Linked DNA regions of Arachis hypogaea: region 2 is linked to region 1. The links are chromatin contacts, called in public Hi-C maps. All regions are on one chromosome and are shown on one strand. Each heading gives the region's core, a stretch centred on a gene start, on an enhancer-like site or on the middle of the called end of the contact. The rest is flanking DNA. Distances are from core to core; before and after follow the strand shown. Region 1 holds the start of LOC112743671 (protein SCO1 homolog 1, mitochondrial). Region 2 holds the start of LOC112743675 (chlorophyll synthase, chloroplastic).

What was found. Hi-C and Micro-C count contacts between places; a contact is called where the count stands out from the background.
Region 2: a Hi-C map of leaf shows a contact between it and region 1, with 3 times the contacts expected there. The contact joins the promoter of LOC112743675 here to the promoter of LOC112743671 in region 1. A contact is called at or near these places in 3 of 8 Hi-C or Micro-C datasets (leaf and an unstated tissue).

What each region holds. Positions count from the first base shown.
Region 1 is chr14:109,559,855-109,565,924 of arahy.Tifrunner.gnm2.J5K5, forward strand. LOC112743671 (protein SCO1 homolog 1, mitochondrial) reads left to right here and starts at 3,308. Exons shown (of 8, transcript XM_025792970.3): 1 at 3,308-3,659; 2 at 5,332-5,480; 3 at 5,674-5,865; 4 at 6,017-6,070. The coding sequence starts at 5,346.
Region 2 is chr14:109,889,679-109,895,748 of arahy.Tifrunner.gnm2.J5K5, forward strand. LOC112743675 (chlorophyll synthase, chloroplastic) reads left to right here and starts at 3,899. Exons shown (of 15, transcript XM_025792972.3): 1 at 3,899-4,170; 2 at 4,367-4,402; 3 at 4,523-4,602; 4 at 4,922-5,009; 5 at 5,657-5,742; 6 at 5,851-5,937. The coding sequence starts at 4,050.

The DNA of each region.
Region 1 (6,070 bases), core at 2,058-4,557:
GCTTTGTTGATTGGCTTTGCTCACTGATTGTTGCTGAATTGCTAATCAAATTTGCCTTGTTGCTAATCTAAATGTTACTGTAAATTGGGACTTTACTTGGATTTGTTAAATTTGTTGCTGTAACTTGAATTTGTGGCTGAATTTGTTGCTTCCTAGTCACAGAATCAGAACAGAATACTTAGTTAGTGCTTTGTTGATTGGCTTTGCTCACTGATTGTTGCTGAATTGCTAATTAAATTTGCCTTGTTGCTAATCTAAATGTTACTGTAAATTGGGACTTTACTTGGATTTGTTAAATTTGTTGCTGTAACTTGAATTTGTGGCTGAATTTGTTGCTTCCTAGTCACAGAATGAGAACAGAATACTTAGTTAGTGCTTGGTTGATTGGCTTTGCTCACTGATTGTATTTGATGAAAAATTTTAAATTGATAACTTTTAAATTTTAAATTTGCACCGCCTGTTACTGATTCACTGTTCCTTCAGTACTTTTTGTTGTTGTTAATCATTGTGATGAGCTTTATTAAAATTGGGTTGAAAACTGTTGAATCTTTTTTCATTTTTCATTGTTCTTAACTTCTGTTCTTATTAAAAAACTTGCTATTGGTGATCTTTTGATTTATTATATGCTTCATGTTTTTAATTTCACTCTGCTTCTAGGCTTTGAAATCAGTTTATGATAACTGTGATGCAATTATTTAGTTGGATATCGGATGTAATTATTGAGTTCAAGAGATTGAGTTTTTGATTTGCAAGGTGATTTTTGGTTGATTTTTTATTTAATTTGGTAATGGTGTTTATGATTGGGGTTATTTCAATGCATATTTGTATCTGTGTTATTAGTCAAAGTCATGTCAAGGCCATGCAAATTTATTCAATGTAGTTAAGCATTATTTGCCTAGTCCAGTATGTATGCTCTCTGGTTCCCTAGAGTAAACATTTTGTGAATTCATGAATATTATAATGTTTCTTGGAGACAAATTCAAGGGGGAGCACTGTATAATCTCATGTTAACAACAGAGACAAAAATTCACCTCACTAGACTACATAATCATGCATCTAAGCTCATATCTATTTCCAGTTAGTTTGTAGTTTTGTACTATACGTGATTTGTACATATCATCGTAAAAGAAAAAATAACATTGGTTACAATTGTTTGCTGAAAATGTGAACTTAAGTCATGAAAGTTGTTTGTATAATGTGAGATCTCAATGAATAAGTAGCTTTGCATTGTATTCAATGATTATGTTGTCTGAATGATAGTGTTGTCATGAGACAAAAATGGGATGAGTTATATTTTAGGATGTTTATTTATAATTTATTTATTATTTTATTTTAAAACGGTTTTTTTGGTTGAATCACGGTTAGACTGGTTGGACCAATAAACTAGTGAACCAGTAATTAGAGCGGTCGATAACCGGTTCGGTTCTCAGAACCTTGCTCCCTCATTGCAATTGAAATCAAATATTTCCCTTCAAAATTAGAGAGTTCTCCCCACCTCCTTCTTCATTTTTCTATCTCTCTTATTCCTTCAACCACTCTATCTATTTAATATATTATCATCAATATCAATTACTAATTATTCATTTTAAAATCAGAATGTACAACATGACATTCTTTAATTGCATTAAAATTAAAATTGAAATATACCTATATTATTATTATGTATCATATATTACTATCTAATTTAATAATCAAATGTATCACATGACACTCTCTTATTAAAATTGAGAGAACATATTTTTCTCTAAAATTAATAAACTCCCTTCTTAAATTCTCTCATCTACCTCTCTCTATTTTCTATTTCTCTCTACCATTTTCATTCTATATATAATTTATATTTTATATTAGTAATTTGACAAATCAAAATATGTCATCTGATATATTTTTATTACAATTAAAATAAAATATTTTCTTTCAAAATTAACATAACTCTCTCATTCTCACTTTCACTCTCATTCTTCATCTTTATCTTTCTCTCTCTTTTCTCTTATTCTCTAATTTTTCTACCTCTTTGTTTTACAGAAAATAAAATTAAACAAAATAATATAATTTAAATAAAAAATTAGACTTTTTAATATTAAAATAATAACTAAAAATTTTGTTATTTGATTTTTTATCTATAGAGATTTTGGTCTTCTTAGCCAGAGACTTTTGTCAACCTATGACTTTTTTTTTGGTAAAAGTAGTTTGATTTTATAAATTTTTTGCGACATGCATAATCTATATTATCAGAACAAAGTGATCCGTAATTTTCAAAAGTTTATATTCTTGTAATGTTATTACGGATAAAAATACTAGTTGTCACTAATGATGTGAAGAGCAAGATGTTGCTAAATCTTGAATGATTTTTCATCTAATTTATCAAGAAAAGGCATGGTAGGAATAGAAAAATGTGTAGTAGTATTAATTGGAACAATAGATCCTATGAGATCCGAACCTCAGCTCTTCATATCAGAAAGAATCAATATAGAGATGAATTGAGAAATTAAAATTGAATTGTAAATGCTTATTGTAATTGTTTTATGGAAACCACAATGGACATATGACTGTTATATTTATATATATAGTAGCTGTTATAATTGATACAAGTTAATTTATCTTACTGTCAAAAAAAGCAAGTACTTTGGTTTCTTGGTTTTCTTGTTCTATTCCCTTATCAAAAATTTTATCTCTAAAATTATTTTTTTAAATATATATTTAATATTTAAAATATTTTTTGTCATGTTTTAAATTTTTCAAAGATTTATGCATAGTTAACATCTTTTAAGATTTACTTTTATGAGCAATATAAAGTTATAAACTTTTGGTGCTATTTTGATAAGGGTTAATAGTCAAATTAGTCTGAAAAAGATAAGGCATTCTTTAAATTTGTCACTAAAGATTTTTTCAATCAAATTGCTCCTTTAAAAATTACGAATTAATCATATCTGTCATTCAGTTACTCCACGCATAATTTTTGTTAAAAATTGATGATATAAAATATTAACTGATAGTATATATGACACATAACATATTCAATTGGACGTTAACTAAATATGTTTAAAAAAATATATCAGTTTAGTTACTAAGTTATATTGGGAATAAAATTATTGTAATTAAAAAAAATAACGAAATAAAATTTGATAAACATATGTAATCAATATCTAATTAAATATATCAAATATTATATATGTTATTAATTAATATTTTATAAGATTAATCTTAAAAAAAAAAACTATTAATAAAGATAAAAAAATTAAAATAAATTTAAAAATATCTTATTTTTTAAAAATTAATTTAACTGTTAACCATTTAACCTAATAATTTACTCAAAAAAAAAAAATCCCCTCGCTCCCTCCTCGCGCGACACCGACTCCCAGACCCGGAAAGCCCTAATCCTCCATCTTTTCTCTCTTCTTCAAGCTGTGTTGTCGCCGCCGTCCCCACTGCTCCAGCGCCGTCGCAACTCGTCGAATCATCTCAGACGCGTCGCCTCTATTCCACTTCCGCCGCGCCGCCTCTGTTCCGCCGCGCTCCAACTATTCTCTGTTCCAGTTCCGCGCCTGTGTCTTCTAGTTTGAGTTCCTCATCTGTGCTCCCTCTCTCTCGTTGTTTGAGTTCCGGGCCTCATCTATTCTCCCTCTCCCTCTTCTGTGTTCGAGTTCCAGCCCTAGTGGAAGGTGATTTTTAGGTTTTTTTCCTTCAATCATCACTGTGTTAGATCTCTTTGTTTTTGAGCTTTGGTTTTATTTCTGGTTGGGATTGGTGATCTGAATCTTTTTCTTGGAAGTTGGTTTTTGGTGCTTCCGTTTTCAAGTTGCTTGCTGCTTCAACTTGAGGGGATTGTGAATTTTGTTTTAAGCTGTGATTGAAGGTTTCTTTGTTTGGGGTCTTCACTTTCCCAGTGATGGTAGTTACCACTATGTGTATGGAAGCTTAGCCTTTGATTCTTTGAGCATACACGTATGAAGTTATTGTTTTCAGCAATGGCCATTCTCATATTTTTCACTTTGTTGATGTGTTTTAATTGTTCCTATTGGTGTTGTGTGTTGATGCTGTGTTTTAATCGTTCCTGTTATTGTGATTTTTAGTTCATGTTCATGCTCATGTTCTTGTTTTATTATAATTTGTTATAACTTGTTAATTGTTTCTGGCTTATAATTTGTTAACTTGTTGGGTTGCTGTTTATAAACTTATAATTGTTCTTGCCCTTGTTCAATTCATGACGATCTTGTATAATTTGTGTCTGATTGATATTTTTATATATTTTTTAGTTATAAATGATAGTATCAATCATGAAGCACTTGTTATAATTTTGTTATTTGACTTCTTGAATTTGTACTTGGATGAATTGATTACATTTTGGTTAATATAGTACTTTCAATTTAGATTATATTTTAAGATTTATATTAAATTGTAATTATATTTTATTGTGTTTATTTGTATATTTTTTTATTATTTTGTTATAAAATAGTTATTCCAATTACATTATAGTTGAACCTATTGAATTAATAAATCAGTAACTAAAATAATTCGATTTTCAAAACCTTAAGGGTGGGTGATCTATATAACTAAAAGTCTAGAACACTGCATATCTTTTGTGGCATTATTTGGTACAAACTACGAATATCACATTTTTGTAACATTTTTTTAATTCTTCCTTCTTGTAATCAAGGTTTTTTTCTTTATTTATTAAAAGTAGCGTTCTCTCTTACCATAAATAATTTAATTAGACTTATTATCTATTTAGTCTACAATAAAATAAACAAATATATTACAATTTAAATATGACAAAAATTAATGCACTCATATATTTAATAAATAACAATGTTATAATTGTGTGTATAAAATTATATATTATTATTATAAATTAAAATTATAAAATATATAATATATAATTATAATTTTATATGCATATATATTATTGAGCCATTTTATAAACTCATGAGCTAATTTATTTAAACTCAAACTTGATTTATTTAAATATAAATTCAAATTCAGGCTCGAAATTAATTTACAAGCTCATGAGTTTAGTTTATAGAATTGGTAACGAATTAAATCAAGCGAGCTTACGGGTTAGTTTGACTTACTTCCGTTCTATTACCTTCATTCTGATAGGTGTTGTGTTCTGTGATCCTTTGCTACATTGTTGAGTTATTTCTTCAATTGTATTTTAAGTTTGTTGTGTTTTATTGGTTTGATTAATTTCTGAATTCTTGAACCGTTTCTAAACCATTGGTTTGATATTTGGTTCGATTATCATATTATTCATATCCTTGCTTAAAACTCTTGTCCCGTAATGTGTTCAACTCTTTAAAGAGGTTTAAGGTTTGGTTTGTGCTACGCACACAGATTTCTTTCATCCAATGGCGTCCATGCTTTCTGCCAAGACCAACCACTTTCGTTACGCTGCTCGCATTCTTCGAAACCATGGCAGACCCACGTCGCTCTCTCCACCGTTCTCCCATCATGTTTATCACCGTTCAACTCACCCTCACCTGGTTCACTTCAATTCCCTTTCCGTTGTTTTTGTTTATGATTATAGAAAATAAAAATTGATTTTTATTCTTCTGTGCTCCAATTTTTTTCCTAAAGTTTGTTTTATTTGGCTTCCAAGTATTGTTGTTCTTATTCCATTTGAAATGGGTCAGTTCCCAATTTTTTATTTGTGTTGCTGTTCTTTTGAGTTTGTAGGTTGGGAACCAAGGTTATGGTAATGGGTACTTGATGTTGTATCAGAGGCTTCTATCGGGAACTAATGCTAGTAATGCTAATGAAGAAACGCCAGCACAAGGTGCCTCTGAAAAAGGTAATTCTGGTGAAGAAAGAGAGTCTGGGAGCGAACGAGATCAGAAAAGTGATGCTGGGAAATCAGTTCGTGGATCGGTGTGTATCTGAAGTTGATTTCAGTGATTCAGATCTCGTTTTGGTTTTTTCCTCTTACGTATATTCAGTTGATGTAATGTAAGGTTATTGCATTGTTTGATTCATGTTGCTATCTTAACTTGTGAGCTGACATTACATTTGGATCTTGCAGCCTGTTTCTTGGTTGAGTTTTCTTTTGCTGGTTGTCACTGGAGCTGGATTGGTA
Region 2 (6,070 bases), core at 2,649-5,148, 330 kb after region 1:
CTTCATCGTCTATAGAAGAGTCCATGACTAAGTCTTCTGAGTTATAGTCTTCTGAAATGATTTCTATAATCTCTTGTGGATTCAGTTTTTTGAAATCATTCTCTACTACCATGTCACGGTAGGATATCTTAGGCTTCATGAGTCTCTCTGAATCACCTTTGTTGTCGGTTTGATTTTTACCTTCAGTTTCCTTTTTCTGTTCTGGGGAGTCTCCTTATTTTTCCATGTCATCCATTACCTGTTCTTCTATGTTACTTTTATTCATCTTTACTTTTTTTGTACTCCTTGAGACCAATTCTTCCTCTTCCGGCGAACGTTTATCGAGGTCCGAGAGGAGAGAGTCAAAGCTCATTGAGAGAGAATATTTATTGAGTCACTCTAAATCAAGCAAAATTTTACTACTTTTTCCAAAATAAAAAATTAGAATTTAAAAACTCAATTGAAGAGGGTAAAATCAAGGTTTTGAAAAATAGAATCAGATTGGCTAATTCGATCAGATTAATTAAAAATTGGTCTTCTAATCAGTTTGATTGATATATAAAATTAATCTTCAAAAATTAGTTAAAAAATAAGTCGAATCGACAATTAATCAGAACGTGACTTTTTTTTAAACAAAAAATAGGCAACAGAACATGACTCATTGTCTCCTCTTTTTTCTCTCACAAATAGACCAAATTCCTAAACCCAACCCTAAAACACATTTTATCACTACCGCCCTGAACTCTTCTCCTCGATCCTCTTCTCCTCTACGTCACACGAAGGTCTCGGAGCTCTTGCCGTCATTATCGCATATGGTTGCTCGTCGGCCCTGTTTTCATCGGTCGCGAATGATTGCTTGATACTCTTCAAGTACGTCTTCTTCTCTTGCGTGAATCGCTATCCGAAGCCTCGCTGTGTAATCTCTGTTCAGGGCCTCGCCATCACAAACTGATCATCTTCCAAGCTCACTCTGTCACTGCCGTTCTTGCCTCGCCGTGTCTCCGGTAACCCTCTTCAGTTTCAATTCCTAAGATTTTGATTTCTGAGTTGAGTTTGTGTACTAGATTTTGAGTTTATTGTGTTCTCAGTCGAGTTGTTGCTTATGTGATTCTGAATTTAGTTTAGATGTTGAGTTTAGATTTTTTTTTTTTTTTTGCTTAGTTTTTCTATTTGGATTTTCTGATTTTGGACGCTGAGTTTTCTATTTTTAGATTCTGAGTTTTGTTGTTGAATACTTAATTAAAAGGTTTTTGTTAAAATTTTTTGTGATTCTAAATATTTTATTGCTGATGGTTTGAGTTTTTGTGTAAGTTTATAATTTTAAATTTTTGTTGTCATATTCTTGCTAATTAATTGATTATAGAACTTAGAAGTTAATTATAAATTTTTTATTTTGTAAATTTTTAATGATAAAATATAAACAAGTTATTATATCATATTATAAATTTTTAAATTTTATTAGTTTAAAAATTATTAAATTTGTATATTTAAAATTATAAATTAAATTTTTAATAATTTTATTATATATTTAGTTAAATTAGTTTAATTACGGTTCGGTTAAATCAATAAATTATTGAATTATATGCAATCGATTTAATGACTGATTTGGATCTCATAATCTTGAGTAAAATTAAAAGAATAGGTTCCATCTCTGATTACGTGACAAAATTAAGTTCCAGCGATGTTGATTTATTACATATTATTGATTATCTTCTCATAGAAAATGATCATAATCGAACAATTCTTGAAGATCTTGTTGAAGAATTTCGTATGTACATCTCTAAACTAGAAACAATAACTGTTTGTTGAAGTTGAATCCCTCTCCTTGCTCATGAAGCCATGCTGAATAACTTTAGGAAGCCTGATTCTTTGCTTGCTTAACAACATTATGTTCAAACTCCATTTTCTTTTTTGAGATTATTCTTTTGCAGAGGAGGATGTGGTGGTCACTTTTGTAACATTCACACTCACCGTTTGTAAATATTGCCCGCTTTAAAGGATACTAATGTTGATTTATGGATTTTCCATACTGATCGATTTTGTTAGTGAGGGAGTTTAGTTTTGAAAATGAATTATGACCCCAAAACTTTTTTAAAAACGAATTAGTACTACCTTATTCAAAAAATAAAGTTAGTTCAATTAACTGTATTGGATTCAACTCTCACTTTGTTCATAATTTTCTTCTTTTAATTCCAAACATAACATCTCGAACTGATTTAACCAAGAATCGATGTCTAATCCGATTCAATTCATAAGCAAAACCGTCCAACTTTCGAACTGGCGATAAACCACAAACTGTCTGGAAACCGGTGAACTGGACCGAACTGGAATACGGACAATTCTGACCAAAGGACACCCAAGAGTCGTTTATGGCTAAAAAGAAAAGAGACACCAAGATGAATGGAATATCGTCAAATGCAAGAGGAAGAGTCAGAACAGTCACGACGGTGATGAATGGAAGAGGCAGAGCAAGCAGAAACAGAGGCGAGGACACAGGTGAAGATCAGTGAAGGAGAAAATTATTACAAGGCGCAAGAGGAAGCAGCATAGTTGCAGACGACGGCGACGGTGATGGCAAGTCACATATTTTTTTTTCATGGGCTAAGCCCAAAACCCAAACTGAAAAGGGGGGAACTAGAGTAATTATATTAATATCATATAATGTATTTGGGCCAAAACCTTTTTAAGTCCAATGAAAAGCTTGTTTCTTTTTTATTTTTTCCCCCTTTATTCATGAGCAAGATTTGTGTTTTTCGTATACCAAAAACAAAATTGTGTTTTTCTTTTGTTAATATTTATTTATTTTTTTGTTTTTATTATAAATTATATTTATCTTTAAAATATTAATATAGTACATCTAATTTAAACTATATATTAAAAATTAAAAGATATAGACTACATTTTTTCAATTAAAAAATTAGGGATTAAGATAGATTATATTGACAAATATTTTTGTGTGTGTTTATTCTTAATATTTTATAACATGTAATATATAAAATTTATGCATATATAAATCTTGAAGTTAATTTTTAATATTGACTATTTTTTATATTTAACTCTTGTGTTGTACTTATATAAAATTATGAGATTTTAGTTAGTATCTTACTTTTAATTTGTGTATTTTTAATTTTTATTAGAATATATTCATATTTAATTTATTCATTTTTTTTATATTATACTATTAGTTTATAAACTTAAATAAGATTATAAAATTTTAATCCATGTTATAATTTTATTATTAATGTAATTTTTAAATTTATATTAGAATATATTTATCTTTTTGTGTTTATTTATTATTTTATAAATATTAGATTATTTTTATTGAACCACGATTAAGTCTCTAAAACAATAAACCAAAAATTAAAGTAGTTTGATGACCAATTTAATTTTCAGAGCCATTGCTTAAATATAAAGAATATTTTAATTAATACTTGAAATTAGTTTCTATATCTATTTGGTATCTCATCTATGTTTTAGTCTTTTCACTTTAAGAAAAGGAAAAAAAATTATTCTTAGAATTTGAACTTAAAACAATCAATCATAAGACTAAAATTTTATCATCTTAATTAATCTCACATTAAATATTATCAAAACACTAATTATTTTTAAACTATAACATAAGTGATATTAGAAAATATTATTTATTTATTATAGTCACGCTAGTTAAAAAAAATAATATTAAAAATTAATTTTTATTAAAATTTAAATTTTAAATTCTAAATTATAAACACTAAATCCTAAATTTAAAAAAAAATTAGACTTAAACATAATGACGAATAATCGAATATCAACTAACTAAAATTGGATTACCTAAAATTTCTATTACAACAATTAATTCAACTAAAATATTTATTTCAGATGTACCTACCTACCCCCCCCCCCCTTTTCTTCTCTCTCTGTAAAAAAAAAAAAGAAAAAAAAAAAACTTCGATTCAGGTCAACCTCAAAGACGTCCTTTCTATGAGAACATACATTGCCATCAAAAAGCCAAGTCCTTTCTCATTTGCTCTGTCTTTGTCTCTGATTCAAAAGTCCAAACAGAAAAAAAAAACCTCGTACATAAATCTTCAATGGCGTCCCTACTCAAAATAGTTTCGGTTTCACCAAGAACATCATTATCATCGTCATCATCTACCACAAGTGTTCATTCTCGACCTCCTCTTGCACCATTTTTCCCTCTCCCATTCACTAGTAAGTTGACTTAATTGAGTATTGAGGTTCTCAAATTAAATACCCTTTTGGATTTTCTTTTATATTTCCTACACCCAAGTTGCCAAATGATCCTGCATGCATCCGATGCATTGTTTATTTGTTTCTAAGAAGCCAAACATTGTTTAAAGGTTGCTCCTTTTTATGCTTTTGGTTGTTTGTATTAACATTATTGCAGGGAGTAGAATAGCCATTAGAGCAGCTGGAAATCAAGGTCATTTATAATTTTCTTAATTTATTTTTTAAAAAATGGTTTCTTCTTGTTGTTCATTTCCCATTGCTTAGTACTATTTCTCACACATTTTATTTATTTTATATTTGGGGGTTTGAGCAGTTGATGAACCTAACCAACAAACTAAAACCGGTTCAAGCTTCAATCAACTTCTTGGTATTAAAGGAGCAGCCCAAGAAACTGTGAGTCAACCACATTGCAAATAATTTTCCTCATTCTCTTATTTAGATTTGTGATTTTTTTTTATATTTAAATTACGCTGCCATACTTCGCATATAAATCTGAATATGTATCTTTTACAATCTGTCAGTGCCTGTTAATCTGCATTAAGTTAGTATCAATTATTGGCATATCTATGAGTTCATTGCATTGTCAATGCAACAAGCTAAGTAATTCAATGGTGTAGATTTTATTAAAAAAAAAAAAATAAATAAATTGATGTAGAAAAAATACTTCATAAATCTACCCATTAGATCATTTAATGCAGTCCATGTTGTGCAGAACAAATGTAAGCTTCGTCTTCAACTCACAAAACCTGTGACTTGGCCTCCATTAATTTGGGGGGTAGCTTGTGGTGCTGCTGCCTCTGGTAACTTCATCAATTTTACCATTACATTAATTAATTAAATGTTGCATGCGTGGTCATAACTAGGGATGACAATAGATATCATGTCCCCTGCCCCCGTTCCCTTTTAATTCTCTCCACGCAGGAGAGGCGGATACCTGCGGGTTTCCATGAATATTAATCCTTAAAACTAAAAAAAATTAATACAACCATAGTATAATCCAATACAATTCAACCAAATTTATCATCTTACAACACAATCCAAAGACAAATTTTATATAATCCACAAACACATAAAATCTCCAACCTACACAAAAAAGAAAATGAAATAGAAATAGCCAACAAAATAATGTAACATTATAACCTTTATATATAAGTGAGGGTATTTTAATAAGTTCACCCTTTGCGGGGATTTGGCGGGTCTCCATGGGGCTGGGTACCTCTACCTCGTCCTCATTTATTCGCGGGTCCCCGTTAAACTCTCCATTGCGGGTACTACCCACGGGTACCCGCTTTCGCGTGTATTTTTGTCATCCCTAGTCATAATAAAGATTGGTCATACATATTTTATCCTAGGATCAAAGTTAGTGCTTCAGATTTTAATGCATTGAGACATTGACTATAAATTTAGCTATGTGATTTGAATCATTCAAATTTCTGATAATGTTAAGGAAATTTCCACTGGGATTTTGAGGATGTTGCTAAATCAATTGTGTGCATGATGATGTCTGGTCCATTTCTCATGGGATATACACAGGTACTGATAGATTTGATTGTTGTTCAATGTTTCCCTAGCTGCTATTATTGAATGTAACAAATAAATTGACTTGATGATGCTAAATTGTTGGGGTGTTCAATCTTTCAGACTATGAATGATTGGTATGACAGAGAAATTGATGCAATAAATGAACCTTACAGACCAATTCCTTCCGGAGCAATATCTGAGAATGAGGTCTGTTGTAAATTTCAGATTTTTATGTCTTCTCTTAAGATTTGTTTTCAAGTTTTTAAAATTTTTAAAGTTATTAATTTTAGTAATGAGACACAGCAATTTCTAACTACACACAACATGAGAATACTTATGG